3 separate regions of the Mus musculus genome follow, and all the other regions are linked to region 1. The links are chromatin contacts, called in public HiChIP or PLAC-seq and promoter capture Hi-C maps. All regions are on one chromosome and are shown on one strand. Each heading gives the region's core, a stretch centred on a gene start, on an enhancer-like site or on the middle of the called end of the contact. The rest is flanking DNA. Distances are from core to core; before and after follow the strand shown.

Region 1 (4,092 bases), core at 551-3,050:
GGTGGTATAGACTTGCCTTGGCAGCCCCGGGGAGATGGGAGAATCAGAGGTCCAAGGGTAGCATGGGTTAGTCCATGGGTTAGGCCAGTTGAGCTACATAGCAAGACCCTGCCTCAAGCAAAACAGTAAAACAAGCAAAAATTGGGGAAAATGGAGCTGGAGAGATAGCGCAGCAATTAAGAGCACTGACTGCTCTTCCAGAGGTCATGAGTTCAATTCCCAGCAACTACATGGTGGCTCACAATCATCTATAGTGAGATCTGATGCCCTCTTCTGGTGTGTCTGAAGATGGCTACAGTATACATATACATAAAATAAATAAGTAATTATTTTAAAAATATTGAGGAGGATGGAAGGATTAATCAGAATGCTTATTTAGAATACGGACTTATCCCACCTCCCATTCCTCCCGACTGGGTTAGGAAATGGAAGACCCGGGCATCTGGTCTGCACATCCTTCTTCTTGAGGCACAGTTGATCATGAGCCAGAATCTTTTCTTTTTCCCCACCAGAAACAGGGCATTACACTTTAGCACAAGTGGACCTGGAACTCACCCAAGTTAGCCTTGAACGCCAAGGTGATCCTCCTGCCTCTGCCTCTCCCTGGTGCTGAAATCACAGGCAGGCTGCTGAGAAGCAATGCGCTAGAGTAGTGTTTCTCAACCTTTCTCAGGCTGGAATCCCTTAATACAGTTTTTTGCTTTATGATGAGCCCAAGCATAAAATTACTTTCGTTGCTACTTCATAACTGTAATCTTGCTGCTGGTATGAATCGTGATGTAAATATCTGATACGCAGGATAGGATATCTGGATATGTAACCGCTGTGAAAACGTTAGTCAAACTCTCGAGACGGGTCGCGACCCACGGGTTGAGAACCCTTGCTGCAAAGCATCATTGCTTTAGGAGCTGGGCTAATTTATGACCCCATGAAAACAACTGGCTTTTAGAAACCCTGATCCCCCTACAAAACACTGTTTTGCCTGCACACCAGACACCTTCATCCTTATTCGGAGGGATATACATGTCAACCAATTGAGTAACCTTACAATGCCTACTGCCTTCTGGGACTCACTTTCCCCAGTACTAAGTTCGAGGGGTCTCTTCTTCTCTGCCCAGGCTGAGCGTCTCTCTGCTTTTCAGGCTCTAACTTCTACCCTCCTGCTTGGATGAGCCAAGGATAGCAGCTGAGAAAACAAGCCCTACGCGTCTTCAGTCAAGCTTCTCTTAGTTTACCTGTACCACACTGCCCACAATAAGGAAGAAGTCTAGTGTGCAGGGGAAAGACCGCTCTATAAGAAGGTTAAAAAAAAAAAAAAAAAACAGAGTTGTTTGGATGCTTTTCGTTTGGTTTTATTTTATTTGAATTTGCCAGTACAGAGAATTGAACCTAGCCCTCACTCACGTAAGCTAGACAAGAGTTTACCACTGAACTACATCTCCAGCTTTCGTTCCTTTTAAATGACGCAGGAAGGTTTCGGTTTCCTCCTTTGCATGTGGAAGTATTTGCAGTCAGGTTTCTGTGGTTTGTGCTTACTGCCAAGAGCTCTGCTCGCACACCGCATCCAAGCACCCTGAGGGACGCGCATCTCTCCACCGCTACGCCGCATCTACAGCTCAACGCTAGGAAGGAATACAGAGGGGGGCCCCCCGGGGCTGCTCCTAGCCACCTGCAATCTGGCGTCCTTCCTCCACGCACACTTGGAAGCTGTTTCTCGGACGAGGTGGTGAGAGGCACTGCGCCACGCCCCCTCGCGCGCCACCGCGTTCTTAGAGTGCAACCTGCCCGGCGTTCAGGCAGGCGGGCGCGCCATCTGCTGTCCAATACGAGTAAGCAACGCGAATGAAACGTTGCTCTGCAATTCAGCTTGGATCTTCTCTGCAGCTCTTCCCTTGACTCTCAGTTGGGGAAATGTTCTGGAATCCTAGGTTAAGGGTACTTAACTTGGGATCTGTGTGTTAGCTTCAACAAGTCTAGGAACCCTCCAAATACTACTCAGAGTGGGATATTTTTCTGGAAAAGAGGTAGTTTTCCTGAGTCTGACTAATAATGCTATGAATTGTAGATACACACACACACATACACACACACACACACAAAGTCTCTTGAGCAATATTGCCAGGGTATCTGGCAGATGCATATTCAACTTTCCAGATTTTGCCTGGCTGTTTCTAATATTGCCTGGCCACTTTGCTTTCCTGCCAACGAGGCATAAGACAGCCAGTTACTCTGCTTCCTCACCAGCTCCGAGAGCATTAGTCGGCTTTAATTGTAGTCATTCTAACAGGTTGGTGGTACTCTTCCTGTGGCTTGAATTTGCATTTCCCTAATGACTAGTACCGTCAAATGTCTTATCTGCTTATTTGCCCTCCATACATTTTTTGATGGTGTGTTCAAGTCTGCTCATTTTTAATAGATATTTTCATCTTAGCAAGATATATTATTTCAAGCTGAGATGTTAGGTTTCCTTATTTCTGGAACTGGAGAAATATTTCAGCTGTTGGGAGCACTTGCTGCTCTTTCAGACAACCTAGATTCAATTCCAAGCATTCATGTCTGACAACCTCTCTTGGCCTCTACAAGTACCCAAACTCAAGTGCACACATCCAATCATTTTTTAAAGATTTCTTTTTATTTCCATAACATGCAACTCCTTTTATGTATATGTTCTTTTCTCTTAGTTGATACCGTGTATTTGAATTCCTTAATTATGTCCTTTAAAATGCAGGAATATTTAATTCTGACAAAGTGTAATTTATTAATACCTTTATTTTTGGCTGATACTTTTTATTTGCACATAAGTGCTTTTAATTTAAAAAGAAAACAGAACTTTTCCTTTTAGCATCCATCAATGGAGCATCAGCTGCCAAGATGTTTGATCCTTTTGGGACTTCTAATTGAAGCAAAAACTACGTAAGGCATTTCAATACATTTTCTCACATTCAGAGGAAGATCGTGTCTTTCCCCCTCTTTCCAAAGTGCTGAGATAGAAGCATCAGGTTCAGTCTGTGTGCCTTCCAAAGGATGGTGAAGTTCAGGTTGTACGTGGACATTAAAAAGGTCAGAAGCTTGGCAGTGGTCCAACTGTGCAGGAAGAAAGATATTCACATTGATTGTTGAATTGAGAAAATGCTAACTCTCCGTGTGTGGGTCAACCCCACCCCAATAAGGTGCACATCACTAAAGCTGGAGGCATAGGTACACATGAGCGAGATGCCCAGGGGGCCAGAGGAGGATTTTGGCTTCCTTATAATTCTCATATCTGAGAGGCTGAGATGTCTGGGTTACCACAAATTTATGGCCAACCTGGAGTATAAGTGAACTCTAGGCCAACCTGGGCTACATAGATAGACTTAACTTCAGAATTCAAATAAAGAAATAAATAGGGCCGGGCGTGGTGGCACACGCCTTTAATCCCAGCACTCGGGAGGCAGAGGCAGGTGGATTTCTGAGTTTCGAGAAAGAAAGAAAGAAAGGAAGGAAGGAAGAAAGAAAGAAAGAAAGAAAGAAAGAAAGAAAGAAAGAAAGAAATTGTATTTAATGGAAAAGTGATGATATGAAGTTTACTTAACTAGTAGAAGGCTGTAGAGACAGAAAAGGCCCTGCTGTGGATATACTAACTGCTGACATCTGAGCAACACTACACTGCTATTGAGCCGTGTGTTGCTTGCTGATGTTACTGCCCAGGAATTGAAAACAGAAGCTATGGCCCTCAAGATTGTAAAATATATATATATTATATATATATTGTGGATAAAATGTTGGTTAAGACTCAGGTTGTTAGCAGCTGCTTCCAATCCTAGCCATGTCACTATGTCACTGTCCTGGTGATCCAAAAAGAGGCCTGTGGTCTGGAAATTATCACTGAGGAGGGAAGATCTGTCTTCCAATCCGAGAACTTTTGTCTGATCTTGAGGAATTATGGGGACTTTGAAGTGACTCTATTACAGAATCCCTCAAAGACAATTGCAAGACAGTGAATGCCACAACTTCTCAGCTTCCACTTTATCCTCCTGAGGTGAGAGAATGTTCCAGAAACAGTGTTTCCAGATAGCTACTAACACTGCTGATCTTAGTTACTCTTCCAAGAGG
Region 2 (4,587 bases), core at 558-3,057, 700 kb before region 1:
CAAAAACCAAAACAAAACAGAAAACCCCAAACCTCTTAACTAAAGAACCCTCAAGTTGGGACTGGAGCCATGACTCTTGCAGAGGACCTGGGTTTGGTTCCTATCACTCATATGAGAACCGGAACTATCTTTAAGTCCAGTTCCAAAGGCAAAATACTCATACTCATTGAAAAACAAGTCTTTTAAAAAATTGCTAAGACACAAAATTTAGTTGCTTTATTTCTAACAAGCCCAAGAAATGAAAAAACCAAAACAAACCCAAGCAGGTACAGCTCTATCGACTAAAAGGAAAGACACACATGGAACCAATATTACCTTTTTACTCTCCCCTTCTGGAAGAAACTGGTTTAAGAAAACGTTTTGGATTTGTGTTTTTATAATTTTAAAATGACATTAATTTAGCCATACATGCTGGTGCATGCCTTTGATTCTAGCACTTGGGCAGGTGGATCTTTGTGAGTTCCAGGCAAGCCTGAGCTATACATAGAGAAACCATGTTTTCCCCCTCCCTCCAATTACATTAATTTTTCTGTGGGTCTGTTTGTACCAAGGCACAGGAAGTCTGAGAACAACTGTCAAGAGGTGGCCACGCCTCTTATGGGTCTCTAAGATTGAATTTGAAGTTTTAAAAAGTATCAGATATACTTATCTAGGGGCTGATGATGTAAACATTCTTCAAGTTACTTTTTAGGTCTTTCTTTTCTTTTTTCTTTTGCATAACAAGTAACACTGGGAATTTCTTGAATGGATGAGAAGGGTTAGGTCCCGTTGAGGCTTTCTTCTGTCTGAGTCAGAGTTTCAGTCTGTATCCCAGGGCTGGAACTAGAATTCCCTATGCCCAGGCTGGCTTCAAATTTATGCACTATCCTACTGCCTCAGCTGGGATTACAGGCAAGAGCCGCCTCCAGGGGTTCAAATGGAGACTGCTTTGATAGCTAAGAAAAACTCCACTTTATGTGAGGCACCCATTCTAAATTCCGAAAAGATAAGTTCCTAGCAACTCTGACTCCTTGCCCCTTCCCCATGAATTGGAAAACTGCTATGAAATGATTAACTGCTGGCTCTGATTTCTGCGAACTCCGCTCATCATTACGCACAGGGGGTGGGGGGTGGGGGTGAGGCAGTTCCTCACATAGCTGTCAATCCCACAGAAATGAAGTAATTGTAACTGCCCTTAAAAGCCCCTTTCCTGTTTTAGCTCACAGGAACTAAAGAGAGCGGCTGCTTAAGAAGAAAAACTCGGATAACTATAATTTAAACGGAGTCTCCGGTCTCTCCGAGTGACTTCGAACGCTGCAGCATTTATTTCTATGAAAGCATGGCATTCTTCTGTAAAGAGAACTAGCTTTCCTTGCATTTAAGGAGGCAAAGCAAGCACGAGTGGGTGGAGCCGACCGACACACAGATCTGGAACACCGTTGTCACACGGATATTTGTTCCATGAGTGTTTGGATCACTTTGGCCGGCTTTCCCCTGGAGTGGGCAAATTATATTCCTGGCTCCTTGCGTCTCTAGAAAAGTCTCCTCTTCAGTCCTCAAAGGTCGGCTTCATTCGGAACGCGACACTGCCACAGGAGTCACAGGGCTCCGCAAAGCTCAGCTCTGGTGGAAAAAAAAAAAAAGTCGCCACCGGGCCGGAGCATGCGCAGAACAGCCGGCGGCGGCCACCAAGAACCGGGAGGGGTCTCTTTCACAGAGGTCAAAGTCTGGAAAACACTCGGCCGGCCTGGGCTCCGCAGGCGTCACATCGGAGGAGAAACCAAACAAGCGGCAGCCGCATTTCCCCCTCCCCTACAACACATTTCCGGTCTCAACCACACTTTCCGGTCCGCCCGCCGGTTCCGGTCCCGCCCCTCGCTTCCGGTCTCCTTAGGTTCCGCTGCGGCCGGCTTTTTCGTCCGCTGTAGCTGGTTCCGCCGCGCTCCAGGTGAGAGGACGCGGGGTTCTCCGGCGCGCCTGCCTGTGAAGGCGACGCTGCGGCCGGGGGATGCCACTGAACTGCATGCGCCCCGTGGTTTGTCTCGCTGCGGTCCGGGTGGGCTGGGACTGCAGCTGTCCCGCCTGGCCCCCAGAGGCCCCTGTCCCGGCGCACTGCGGGTCGTGGCCGCAGCCTTCGCATCCGGCCTTCTCACCTGACCCCAAGGCTTCCCACGTCCCAGAATGTTCTGCGTCCGCGGGCCTCGTCCCCCGCTCCTGCAGGGTCTGTCTTGTCCTCCCCTCACGCGGGTTGTCGAAGGCGTCCGAGGCAGCTTGTTTCTGAGACTCTGCCTGTCTTGGGATACTCCCGGGGCAGTCCGGGCTGCACCCCGCGCGGCTCCTGCGGGCCGGCGCCAGGGCCCGCGGCCCAGCACCGCACGCTCACTCTTGCCGGGCTGGATGAAAAGTTCACACTGTCACTTTTGAAATTGCCGCCGTTGGCTGCTTTTCGTGATGCGGTGTTGGGCGAGAGTCGCTGTGACTTATTTTGCAGGTTTCTAATCTGTACAGTGAGGTCGCTTGTTAGTCCAGGATTGTGAAGATTAAGATAGCGATAGTTAACGTGCTCAGCCCTCACTGCTACCGTTCTCCTAGCTCCTCGCGGCTTATCAAATGCTGTCAGGTGTTAGCGCTTATCAAAACACATACATGTGAACTGACTCATCTCTGGGTTTGGAAGGCTGAGGGCTAGAGAGGTAAGAGACTAGGCAAACCCAACACAGGATGTTAGGCAGAACTCCAGTATAAACATACGTTGATTACATATCCCATAAAAATGTCCTCTTTGAGTTGGATCGCCATCACCACCCACTCCCACCCCCCAATTTGGGGGACAAATGTGATAAACCATTAGCATTGTATGAGAAAGTATAAAAATGCCCATGCTTTTTTTGTCCTGCATGATTCTCAGTAGTGATGAAATGAGATTCAAAAATTAAAAAAAGTTTTAAGAACTTAAGCTGGAAAGGTTTGTATAACCTTTTTTTTTTTTCTATGCCCAGAGTCTTGGGGCATTTGACAACTTGTCTTTACCATTTGTAGCACAAGTTCTTTATGAAGTAGTGCCTGTTGTTAAGTGCATGGGGCCCATGCCATTGGCAGGTTTTTCTAAAGCCGGTAACAGAAGAGCCTAGAGGAGTAGCATGCTCAGCCTCTACCACCTCAGAGGTGGTAGAAAAAGACTGGTTAAAGTGGACATTGTTAGGTCTCTTTCCTTATTCTGATGATACTTCCAAGAAGTCTTCATCAAATTTAAGTCAGTGGTATTGGTTGAGAACCACTGGTCAAAAAACTCTCATGGTCTCCAGACTACCCTGCCCGTCCAAGCACCGGTTAGCTCAGCTCAGCTCAGCTCAGCTCAGCTCAGCTCAGCACAGCTAGAAGCCTTCCTAGCTCTTACGAACAATCATTCCTGTTTCTGTGTCTTACAGATTTCAAATTGACCCACATGCCTTTTTAGCCAAGGTCATAAAACTTCTTAGGGCAGATTCTGCCTAACGTGGCATCGTTGCCCTAAGTTAGCATGCTTGCAGGTTTTCTGCAGAACATTAACATATGAGTAAGTAGGTCTAAGTGGGACTCTAAAGGGAAACGGACAGGGAAGCCAATGTGAATATGGATTTGGTACGCTTTTCGAAGCACAGTAATAGATTTCTACATTAAGTCTTTGCAGATTGTTAATTAAAATTTACCTTCTCTCAGAATTGGTTGTGATGCTTACGATCACATGATCAAATACTTCATCACCCACGCGAAAGCGCTGCAAAAAAACGCCAGTGCTCTGAGATTCGGGAACTCAGTGCTCTGACCTATGAAGGAAGTGAGGTTATAAGTGTTGACAGCTTAATGGGACAAGCAACCTGTGTTTAGTTGTTAGGGAGAATAGCAGCTGCCATGTAACATTTCTGTGGTTGGATCTGTATGAGCGCATTAAAAAAAAAAAAACCCTACAGTTTGATGCTTTGACTCCTGTAGATGGACTCTGAGTTAGACAGCTGTGACATACTGGATTTAGGATGTGGTGAGATTTAGTCAGGGAACCAACACCAGTTTTGTGCATGTGAGTAGATTATGTAGCTGTTTCTTTTTCTTTTTTAAAAATTAGATATGTTCTTTATTTACATTCCAAATGTTCTCCCCTTTCCTAGTTTTCCCTCCAAAAATTAACTATCCCCTTACCCTGCTCACCAACCCACCCAGTCCCGCTTCCTGGCCCTGGCATTCCCCTATACTGGGGCATAGAGCCTTCACAGGACCAAGGGCCTCTCCTCCTATTGATGACTGACTAGGCCATCCACTGCTACATATGCAGCTAGAGCCATGAGTCCCACCACGTGTTTTCTTTGATTGGTGGTTTAATCCCAGGAAACACTGGGAGTACTGGTTAGTTAACATTGTTCCTCCTATGGGGCTGCAAACCCCTTCAGCTCCTTCATTAGGGACCCTGTGCTCTTTCCAATGGATGGCTGTGAGCAACCACTTCTATATTAGTCAGGCACTGGCAGAGTCTCTCAGGAGACAGGTATATCAGGCTCCTGTCAGCTGGGGAACAAAATGCCTATGGAAGGAGTTACAGAGACAAAGTTCGAAGCAGAGACGGAAGAAATGACT
Region 3 (4,508 bases), core at 1,096-3,595, 750 kb before region 1:
CAATAAATGCCTTTCCAAGACATGGAAACAACGTCTTGTATAATGTGCAGTTTATTATAGGGCTTGAGGGTTAGGAAACACAGATCCTCACTCTGCATTGTCCTAAAACTACCAAAGTTTAGTTTTGAATAGGGAGAAATCAGACAAAGAAACTTCAACAGTAAGAAAAATGTAACTGCTGGGCTCCGTTGGAAAACTATCTTTAAAAAAAAAAAAATGTGGTATTAAAAAAAAAAGGAATCCCACAACTCCTTAACTACCTTTTTAAAAAAGACAAAGCAAAAATAAGATGACTTAAATTGATAACAGATAATTTAGGGCTGAAAGTTACAAACAAAACCATCACCATCAACCTTCCTTCTCTGCTCCCAGCAATTCAAACAAATTCTAAATCAACTAAAACTGAATCTAAGCAAATGGGGGACAAGGAGGCTGTCTATCCATTGGGATGCTGAGACCTTAAAAAAAATAAACAAACAAAACAAAAAACAAAAAAACAAAAACAAAAACGAGAGGGCGAAGCTGGACCCTAAAATCCGAAAGTAACTCCGCCCAGAAAGGAGACCAGGAAAGAGAACTTCCTTACATAAGCGCTGGCACACGTTTTAAATATAGCTAATCCTCCCCACTCCCACTGTGTTGCTAGCTAACTTTGTAGGGACTTGGTTTCCACAGAAACTACTAGCAATCCTGTGATTCCTCATCATCTCCGAAACCACATCCACAGATAAGAGTCCACCCTCCAGTGAAAGAGCCATCGTCCAACCTAAGGGCCCGACACAGAGAAGGAAAACAACGCTACCTCTGCCATTGGACGCTCAGCCTAGGTCACGACTGCAGCACCGGCAGCTCATCCTTTTGGGTCTGGTTCAAGATTCACAAAACTGCACACTCGGTATTTTATAAAATAAAGACAGACACACACACACACCCCTTCCTTTCAGACTAGTTTCCTGTTTACTGCAGACAGAGATGCAAAGCCATCCATTAATCTTTGATGCCTTCCCACTGCAAAGGCCCCTTCCCCCGCCCCATCTCACTCTCTCCCCGCACCTCCCCCAACCCCGCCTGCTTTGCTCAGATACATTTGAACTGTAGTAACCCCAAGCCAGCTCGCCGCAAGCAGGCAGCGAGCACAGCACAGCAGCGCGGCACGGACGCAGCAGCCCCAAGGCTAGGGGATTACGTGGAGCAGAAACTCTGCCAGGAAGAGAAGCCCGGGTGCTCCCTGCCTCGCCAAGGGTGCTGGCTCTACCGCGCCTCATAAGGCGCGCTTATATGAGTCAAGTTCCTAACCCTTAGATAGAATAGGGGGTTCATTCCACAAAGGTCCTAGGGTGGGAAAGCAGAACTGGAGAGGGCGAACCCAGGGATGGCGAGCGGGAAAAGGAACACAGTAAGAGAGAGATGAGCTGCTCGTGACTGAAGAGAGGCGCACTGCACACTAAGCCAGGGGTCCCCCTATTCTTTGGGCTTGGCAGGTCTTTCTGAAACCCGCAACCTGCACCGCCTGCACATGGTTAGGCTGAGTTAAGGGGCTGCGAGGTGAGGAGACGCCAGGGAAGAGGGAAGAAGCTTGAAAGCAAAAAGAGTGAACAGAAACGCAAAAGACGAAAAGTTAGAAATGCAAACCTGAGCAAAGGAGCCCGGACTGGACACCTCTGCCAGAGAGACCGGGAAAGGCCTTGCAACCGGGGTACAGGAGAGCAGAGAGGGGTGAGCCCCAATGAGGGCATCTCAGGAATGTGAGGGTTCTCTCCCTCTCCAGGCGCGGGAGGAAAGAAGGATGGAAGGTGGTGAGGAGGCAGCCGAGGCCCCGGGAACGAGTATGAGGCTCTGCGAGGAGGTCGCAGGAGACTGATCGCTGCTCAGGGGTGGGCGGGAGGGCGCGGTGCGGAGGGGGACCAGGCCGGGGCCAAGAGCCGGAGAAGGAGGGGGCGCGGCGGGGAGGAGCGAGGGTGGGGGAGGGGAGGGGAGGCGCAGTGGGCAGCAGGCCTGCGGGATGCTCCCGGCTGACCGCAGTCACCTGGAGCCGCAGCCTCCCTGCCTGCGGGGCGGCACTGGGGATGGCGGTGTCCGCTGCTGCCCGGCTCCGATTCCCGCCCCTCCGGTGAGATCTTCGGTTCCGACGGCGGGGGGCCCGGTTTGCGCGGCTCACAGCGGCGGCTCTCCCGCGTCCGGCCTCGGCTGCGGCGTCTCGGGAGGCGGAGGCAGCGGAAGCGGCCCGAACCGTGAGGTCACCATCCTCCGCGGCGACAAAGGCGCTCCCGGGCCGAGCGCCGGCACCAGCGCCCGGCGGCCGCCATGGCCTGGTCCCCGCGCTCCGGCTCCGCCCCCCGCGCTCTGCGGCGACCGCCGGCTCGCGCGCTCTGCGCCTGCGCGCGAGCTCGCCATCGCCCGGCCCCCGTGCGCCCACGCTCACTCACAATCGCGCACGGCGGGATCTTCCCGCACCGCCTCCGTTGAGTGGGCCCGAAACGCCGGCTTCTCTTTGGTGCTGGTCCGGCAGACTATTCCAAGGAAGGGTGAGGCGACACCGGGACATGCACTGTGACCCCAGCCATTCTGACACGTGTTCGCGCTCACTCCGCAGACACCACGAGCCGCACGCGCCCACACCTACACTCACCTGCTGGGACCACGTGGGACAATGTGAAAGGCTGGTCCCTGCCGCGTGCAAACCCAGAGCAATTTTTAACTCTCTCCTTGACTAGACTAAGACTCGTCTCTAAGGCATCAGGGACGACGAAGAGTAAAATGCTGGATGAGTGAATGGTTTGGAATTGCTCCCTGGGACTGTATTCCGGCTCCTTCGTTTGGTGCAAATGATTAACTACTGTATGAAAATAAAAGGTGTAAATAGGTTTGCCATTTCTTTTGGTTCAAGGTTCAAACCACATTAGTGTGCACACACCCTTTCCCTGAAACCCTTTTGTTCTGCTCTAGTCTCCTAATACTATGGCACATTCTTGCCGTATTATAAATGTAGAAGCTTTTAGAGCAGGATCTGTGTCTATATAGTATATAAGCTTGCTGAGGACTTAAGCTGATCTTTGCAGGGATCTATTACTACGTTCATCTGTATTACCATTGCCTCGCTATTACCTTCTGCCATTTGCTCTGTTGTTCCTTGCTTTTAGTTTAGTCCCTTGAGAATCAGTTGCCACTAGAAACTAGTGTGGCCTTTCATTAGGCAGTGCCTAGGTAACAGAAGATGAACACCAAGTGATTTGTAAGGCATTGCAACCATTCTGGCTCATTCGGAAACTTGCCAAGAGCCTCCACCTTACAATCTGTACAAGACAAAATGAGTATTCTTTGATGTTTATGTGTCCTTGTCCACTGCTTATGAGACACATACACCCACGATTCTGAACCTCTGGGTCTCCCCTGCTATAAAACTGTAAACACAACCTCTACATATACAAGGTCATCAGAGCAGGAGAGATGGCTTAGCTCTTAAGAGCCCTTTTTGTTCTTCTAGAGAACACCCCACCCCCAGGTTCAATTCTCAGCACCCAGGTGTAGCTGGTAACTCGAGTCCCAGAGGATCTGACGCCCTCTTCTGGCCTCCATGGACACTACAAACATGTGGTGCTCAGACATATCTGCAGACAAAACATTCATAGATGTAAAATAAGTAATATGTAGCCAAAGCCATCACTAAAGTTCACAGTAGCATATCTCCCTCCCATTTTCTGTGACTGTGATAAAACTTGGACAGAATTTATGGAGAATGGGTGTGTTTCAGCTCACTGTTTAACGCACAGTCCCTCGTGGGGCAGGTTAAGGCATCAGGAACTTGAAACAGCTGGTCACTTCACCCAGAGTCTAGAAGCAGAGAGTGATGTGAATGCATGCATGTCACTGCTCACTGCCTCATGTTCCTCACTCGTAAGCAGTGCAGGATGCCCTATCCAAGGAATGGCATCACACTAATCAAGAGAATGTCCTCAGGAGCCATGGTCCCATGTGACTAATTTTGTCAAATTGATGATTATCGGTAACTGTCACCTACTAGCTTCATAGCAGGGTTTAAATGTTTCTGGGGGTTCTGTTCATAACTCGTTATAGCCACTTTTGTTTGGATCCCTTAGGCCACCTTGGAATAACCATTAAACCTGTCACATCACAGAGCAGTGGTTTCATGAGTCTCTTCTGTATGTAGCCTCCTAGGTAAAAATCCTCACTGGCTGATGGTTGCAATAGGAAGCTGCCTATGCTAGCAACAGCTTTCCTTGGCTTTTACTCTCAAAGTTTCACTGCTGGCTAAGGCAGGAAAATATGTGGCCAGAAACACAGAATAAAGAATTCAAAATGCATATAACACTAAACTTGAATTGGTTGCCTTTGTCCTCAGGTAAATTTCAGAGTTTTGACAATATTTAAAAGTTTCATTAGATTCATGCTTTGCCTTAGTGGAAGGGGGGGGGGTCACCTCTGCCCTTTGCCATTCTATGTCTTTTTAAAGGAGAAAGAAAATGGCTTCAAAGCTTAAGCACTCCACC

The links. Promoter capture Hi-C pulls out the DNA fragments that hold promoters and counts their contacts. HiChIP or PLAC-seq counts read pairs in DNA pulled down with a chosen protein or histone mark.
Region 2: a contact with region 1 is called in an H3K4me3 HiChIP or PLAC-seq map of embryonic basal ganglia, with 7 times the contacts expected there. The contact joins the promoter of Ublcp1 here to the enhancer-like site in region 1. A contact is called at or near these places in 17 of 39 promoter capture datasets (the 3T3-L1 cell line, 3T3-L1-derived adipocytes, the C10 cell line and 11 more), 1 of 15 datasets of contacts at CTCF or cohesin (the NIH/3T3 cell line), 12 of 484 Hi-C or Micro-C datasets (the 3T3-L1 cell line, the 4T1 cell line, B cells and 7 more), 18 of 115 datasets of contacts at active chromatin or transcription factors (astrocytes, cardiomyocytes, craniofacial prominence and 12 more) and 5 of 9 other capture datasets (adipose tissue, embryonic stem cells, liver and 2 more).
Region 3: a contact with region 1 is called in a promoter capture Hi-C map of the C10 cell line, with 14 times the contacts expected there. The contact joins the promoter of Rnf145 here to the enhancer-like site in region 1. A contact is called at or near these places in 18 of 39 promoter capture datasets (the 3T3-L1 cell line, 3T3-L1-derived adipocytes, the C10 cell line and 12 more), 1 of 15 datasets of contacts at CTCF or cohesin (large pre-B cells), 2 of 484 Hi-C or Micro-C datasets (LSK cells and muscle stem cells), 13 of 115 datasets of contacts at active chromatin or transcription factors (bone marrow-derived macrophages, embryonic forebrain, embryonic hindbrain and 9 more) and 1 of 9 other capture datasets (embryonic stem cells).

Annotation. Positions count from the first base shown.
Region 1 is chr11:43,764,724-43,768,815 of GRCm38.p6, reverse strand. No RefSeq gene overlaps it. Among named protein-coding and RNA genes, the nearest start is that of Ttc1, 19 kb to the right of the region's middle. Within about 2 kb of position 1,800, at least 88 of the 459 cell types and tissues checked have an H3K27ac peak or open chromatin away from gene starts, as enhancers often do. A contact at or near this core is called in the 4T1 cell line, embryonic basal ganglia and embryonic limb bud, where this site is marked.
Region 2 is chr11:44,467,768-44,472,354 of GRCm38.p6, reverse strand. Ublcp1 (ubiquitin-like domain containing CTD phosphatase 1) reads left to right here and starts at 1,807. Exons shown (of 11, transcript NM_024475.5): 1 at 1,807-1,927.
Region 3 is chr11:44,516,793-44,521,300 of GRCm38.p6, reverse strand. Rnf145 (ring finger protein 145) reads right to left here and starts at 2,345. Exons shown (of 11, transcript NM_028862.4): 1 at 2,027-2,345.